Regions from separate parts of the Astyanax mexicanus genome. Here region 2 is linked to region 1. Evidence: chromatin contacts called from public Hi-C data. All regions are on one chromosome and are shown on one strand. Each heading gives the region's core, a stretch centred on a gene start, on an enhancer-like site or on the middle of the called end of the contact. The rest is flanking DNA. Distances are from core to core; before and after follow the strand shown. Region 1 holds the start of lonrf2 (LON peptidase N-terminal domain and ring finger 2). Region 2 has its middle 11 kb from the start of chst10.

Region 1 (2,993 bases), core at 214-2,713:
AAGTGCTCGGAGTGAGCGGACGACTGGACGCTGGTTTCCATTATGATTTTTTAACTTAGATAACGCTAACCTAAATAACTGAGTTTGAACCACGAATGTGATTGAACAAAATAGTTAAATAGCTAGCTAAATTAATTTTTAAAAACTAAAAAAGTGCAGACGTTTTTAGCTATTTAGTTAGCTAGCCAACCTATGTAGTATTTTTTAGTTGGCAGCTTTCAGTCATGTAATTGAATATCTAGTTAACTAACTCAATCGCAGGTCAAGGTTCCTTTTAGCCTAGCACTAACCTTAATTAAGCTCAGCTCACACTATCGTGGACTACTTAACCACTTTAAACCCGAATTAAAACGGTTATTAACAATGATATCAACACCTAAATAAACACTATCTACTCTAGAGAAATAGCACAACACAGCCCAAGCCATTGAAGTTTCTCAGTTACATGTGTAGGCTGAACTGTGACTGTGGTAGGTGAGGTTATCAAGGCCCTGAAAGCTCCGGTGTCCTGTCAATTTGTGTTTTCTTGTTAAAGCGTGCTACCATAGTTTAAGTATATCCATAGGAGGATCTAAATAAACCCAAACTAAACAGTAGGGATGATATTTTGATAAAAGATAAACGCCACAAATCCCAAAAAAATGAAAATGTTCAACGCAAACGCGAAGAGGAATTTTAGAAAAAAATTAAATAAATGCATCCAATGAAAAAAACTAAACAATGTGTCAGCGCATGCGCAGTGTCAGTTACAAGCACATATTGAAGGGTAGCATAACTCGACAGAACACCGGTCCAACAGTTAACGTTAACTAGTTAGCTTGTGTTAATTTGGTAAAAAAAAAAAAGTTGTTACCTAGCTATAGTTTATCTAGTTAACCTACAAACAAAACTAGGTTTGCTGTTAAATACAAAAAACTAAGTGTTTCTTATTCAGTCTTAGCGTTTGAACAAGGTTAGTTACCTAACGTTAGCTAAAGGTTATAAGCTAGCTAGCTTACTAACAGGCTATAAACAAATAACACGAAGCAACCGACACGACGTAGCGTCAAGTTAACCGAACAACAACCAACAACAACAGCGGGTTTAACGTTCGCCCCGAGTCCTCACGTCTGTTTAAACGAGAAAGTAAAAACGTAGGAAGGTAAAAATGTTCGCCTCAGTGTTTTATATAAGATCTGAAGTCTCCAGTAAACTGTGCTCTGCGTAATCCGGCGAGCTCCCCCTTCCTTCTCTCAGGACCTGCGGCGCCGAGTTCAGCTTCCCCGGCCGCTCGTCTCTCCCCGCCGGTCTTTCCCCGAAACTCCGCTTTCCCATCCTGAACGGCGCGGGCGCCGACACGGCGAAGTCACCTCACACAAAAGGAAAACTAAGCTCCATCAAAAAGATACTTTTATAAAGCTGAATGGATCAGACGGACCCAGACACGACCGTCCTCTCGCTCAGTACAAAAAAAACACACCGAGCGCTACCGCCCGCCCACTTCTGGGCGACGCAAGGTGCACGTGATGCGAACGGCGCGCAGCCATTGGCTCGCTATGTGGCCCGCTTATATAACGACACAGGCAGTTGTGTAATGCTGACGGGATGCTCGACTCACTGCAGGGAATCGACTCTCTAGAACTGAGAGTTTCGACGAGCCGAGTCTGTTGAATGTACAGGTGCATCTAAAAAAAAATTAATATAATTGAAAAGTTACTTTATTTCAGTTATTGACACTATTTTAAGGGTTTATTTCTTTTATTGTTAATGGCTTACAGCCAATAAACCCAAAATTCAGTGTTTCAGAAAATGTGAATATTATATAAGAGCAGTTGGTACTTTTAGCAGTGTGGGCAGTGTGCCAAGCCCTGCTGGAAAATGAAATCTACACCTCTATAAAAGTTGTCAGCAGAGGAAAGTTGCTGCAAGATTTTCCAGGAAAACACTGCACTGACTTCAGACTAGATATAACAGTGGACCGACACTAGCAGATGACTTGTCTCTCCAAACCATCACTGATCATCAGTACATTTTGCATTTCATTTGTAAATCAAGGGACCAGAGTCTGGAGAAATAGTGGAGAGACACACAGTCCAAACTGCTTGAGGTCTAGTGTGAAGTTTCCACAATCAGTGATGGTTTGGAGAGTCATGTCATCTGCTGGTGTTATTAATTCCAAAGTCAGTGCAGTGTTTTCCCAGAAAATCTTACAGCAACTCATCCTTTCCTCTGCTGACAACTTTTATGGAGGTGTAGATTTCATTTTCCAGCAGGACTTGGCCCACACTGCCAAAAGTACCAATTGGTCTTTTATAATATTCTTATTTGCTGAGACACTGACATTAGGGTTTTCATCGGGGGTGCTGTTATCTTGTGGTTTCTGAGGCTGATAACTCTAATGAACTCATACTGTGCAACAGAGATAACTCTTGGTCTTTCTTTCCGGGGTCCTGATGAGAGACAAGTTTCATCATAATATTTTAATGGTCTTTGGGACTGCACTTCTGTTTTTAAGTTCTTTCATTTTTTGCATTGACATTTTGTAAGTATTTTTTCTTTACTTAGTTTAGTATTTCTTGCCATAATATGGATTAGAATGTTACTCAAATAGGGCTGTTCACTGTATACCAACTCTACCTCTTCACAACTTTACAACTGATGCTCTCAAACACATCAGGAGGGCAAGAAACTCAAACAAGAGGTATCTACTTTGTAGTTTCTAAAATATAAAACATGTTCTGGATTGTGTAACACTTATTAATAATCTACAATGCAAACATGTTTTAAATCGGGGAACAAAAAAAATACTGAATTTAAGGTGTGTCCAAATCATTGACTGTTTTTTGTTTATATTAATTTCTTTTTTCATATGTGACATGCAAACACAGTTATGATATGATCTATATAGAATACAAAAACAAAACAAAATACATTGAAAAGAAAGGGAACCCCCAAAGTTTACAGAACGCAAGAAAATTAAAATACCTTTTGTACACTTATTTTAAATATTCTAT
Region 2 (2,993 bases), core at 127-2,626, 36 kb after region 1:
ACTCAGTTACTTTTTTAGAGAAGTAACGAGTAACTATAACTAATTACTTTTTCAAAGTAACGTGCCCAACACTGCAAATAAATGAGTGAAGAGAAAATAATATAAATCAGTTCGCACTATAGTTGCTCATATCTATAGTGTCTTTCTGCAATGGCCCACATTGCAGTATTAATTCACTGTATAGTGCAGCACTAGTGATTTGCCTCGTCATGGGGCAGACCCTCTTATGCTGTTTTTCTTGGCACTTGTTCAGGTCAAGTGTTATTTTGTATGTGACTCATTCTCTTATGAAGCATGTTTTCATTCTGTAATTCCTTATAACGGGCTCTCATCACCCTGTTTCATCCTCTGCTTGGACGAGCCCGTTTACTCATACATATGCAGTACCCTTATAAAATACTTGAAAAATAAAAAAAACATTTGGGTCTGCAGAAGCTAGCACGTTTTGTCTGAACCTACCTCTTATTCTTATGAGAAAAAGTATTGAAACATGTGACTGTCAAATGTGTTGTTGCCCATGTGTGTACATTGTTACATTGATTATTCATACAACAAATAGTGTTAAATGGCTACACTTAGTTTCAGATTTGTTTTTTTTGTGCAGACAGTGCATTTATATTTAAATGAGTAGCCAACATAAAAAACAATGAGTTGTCTATCGGCAAAAACATTGTGAAGCTGAGAGAAGATAGAAAATCAATCAGAGCCATTGCACAAATGTTGGCTATAGCCAGTAAAACTGTTTAGAATGTTCTGAAGAAGAAAGTCATCACTGGTGTACTAAGTAACAGTTATTGAACAGGTAGACGGAAAGAAGGTCAATAGGAGTGCTACACAGTAAAGATGTTGTATAGAAAGACCCTAAAACAACTGTTAGTGTTGAGCATCTGCTGCCAGTTGTGTGTAGCACAGTTTTTGTTGTGCAAAATTTGAATTAGGTTGAATTCTCCCATGGAACTGTTAGCTCTGTGATATAAATCTGGTGAGTTCCTTGGTCTTCATGATGCTGTGTATTCACTAGTGTTCTCAACAAACCAATTACTAAATTACACCTAGCCGGACTCTATTAATTAAGTGACTTCTGAAGGCAATTGATTGCCCTGGATTTTATTAAGGGGTTTCAGAGTAATAGGGGGTGAATACTTTTGCATGTCACACTTTTTTTATTTGATTACAATTTTCTTTTTTTTGGCTTAATGATAAAATTAGTTCTAAGTTGCCTAAATGCAGTATTTAAAGTCTTATGGTCTTCTGAGGCCTGTTCTCAGTCTACACAATAGATTCTCTTTTACACAACACCTCCAACACCCCCTTAAACACACTGTTCTCAGACCACCGCCACTGTAGCAGGTGCAGCACATGCCTCGGAGGATGCGCACGTGACGATGCCACCACTGACAAAGGCCTCCACACTGGGGTGGTCAGTCTCTGCCTGTTGCATGTGAATGAACTCAGGCAACAGAGACCGAGGACTCCTTATATAAAACCACGTGGGCGGGTGGGACACTGTCTGGGAGTGGGAAGACTGTAAGAAATACCCAGAGTTATGAATGAAGATCACAAATCCACACATGAGAAAAACAGAAAGGAGAACACATGCAATATGAGAAAGAAAGAGAGAAAGAGAGAGAGACTGTTGCCATGGGAACATGTTTCACACGTAAAAGACAGGGGGGAGTATGGGGGTGGTTAGATATAACCGGATAAAAGTACATTCTGAATCGCTTTCACTTACCTGTACTATAAATAAATACACTATACTCCCCTTCACTATAAGTACACTATACAGTGGTGTAAAAAAGTATTTGCCCTCTTACAGGTTTCTTTTGTTTTTGCGTTTTTGACATACCTACATTTTTCAGATGATCAAAAAAATGTAATATAAGACAAATATAACCTGAGTAAATATAAAAAGCTATTTTTTAATTAAGATTTTATTTATGAAGGGGAAAAAAATATTCAAGCCAATCTAGCCCTGTGTGAAAAAGTGTTTGCCCTCCATAAATGAACAATTTCTCTACTAACCACGACCAGGCCTGATTACTGCCAGACATGTGGAATTAAGAAATCACTTAAACAGAACCTGTCTGACAACATGAAGCAGATCAAATATGTCAAAAAGAGAGCAAATGGAGAAAACATGGAACACTGGTGAACCTTCCCAGTAGTGGCCGGCCGACCAAAATTACTCCAAAAGGGCATGGACAACTCATCCTGGAGGTCCCAAAAGAACCCAGAAAAACATTTAAAGAACTGCAGGTCTCACTTAACTCTCAGTTAAGGTCAGTGTTAATGATTTAATAATAAATAAGAAACTGGTTGAATATTCCAAGGCAAAGTTCCAAGGCAAAAAACACTGCTGACCAAAAATAACAAAACGGCCCATTTCACATTTGCCAAAAAACATCTCGATGATTCCCAGGGTAAATATTCTGTGGACTGACGGGACAAAAGTGGAACTTTTTGGAAGGTCTGTGTCCCGTTACATCTGGTGTAAAACTAACACATCACTTCAGAGAAAGAACATCATACTGAACTTAAAACATGGTGGTGGTTGTATGATGGTCTGGGGCTGCTTTGCTGCTTCAGGTTCTGGAATACGTGCTGTAATAGATGACAATCTATTACTATGAATAGACAATCCTGGAGGGGAAATTCCAACCATCTGTTTGTGACCTCAAGTTTTGCAGCAAGACAATGATCCAAAACACACAAACAAGTTCACTTTTGAATAGCTTAAAAAAAAAATGAAGGTTTTGGAGTGGCCTAGTCAAAGTCTGATTGAGATGCTGTGGCAGGATCTTAAACAGGATATTCATGCTCGAAAACCCTCAGATTCTGCAAAAAAACAGTGGGCCAAAATTCCTCCACAGAGATGCAAAAGAGTTAGGCCTATTGCCAGTTATCGGTAAAGCTTGATTGCAGTTTTCGCTTCATAGGGTGGCACAACCAAGTTATTAGGTTTATGGGGCAAACACTTTCACACAGGGCAA

What was found. Hi-C and Micro-C count contacts between places; a contact is called where the count stands out from the background.
Region 2: a Hi-C map of muscle shows a contact between it and region 1, with 10 times the contacts expected there. The contact joins the enhancer-like site here to the promoter of lonrf2 in region 1. A contact is called at or near these places in 2 of 3 Hi-C or Micro-C datasets (blood and muscle).

What each region holds. Positions count from the first base shown.
Region 1 is chr21:22,423,648-22,426,640 of AstMex3_surface, forward strand. It overlaps lonrf2 (LON peptidase N-terminal domain and ring finger 2), which reads right to left and starts at 1,464. Exons shown (of 12, transcript XM_007259034.4): 1 at 1-1,464. The coding sequence starts at 41.
Region 2 is chr21:22,459,360-22,462,352 of AstMex3_surface, forward strand. No RefSeq gene overlaps it. Among protein-coding and RNA genes, the nearest start is that of chst10, 11 kb to the right of the region's middle. Within about 2 kb of position 1,377, the one cell type or tissue checked has an H3K27ac peak away from gene starts, as active enhancers do.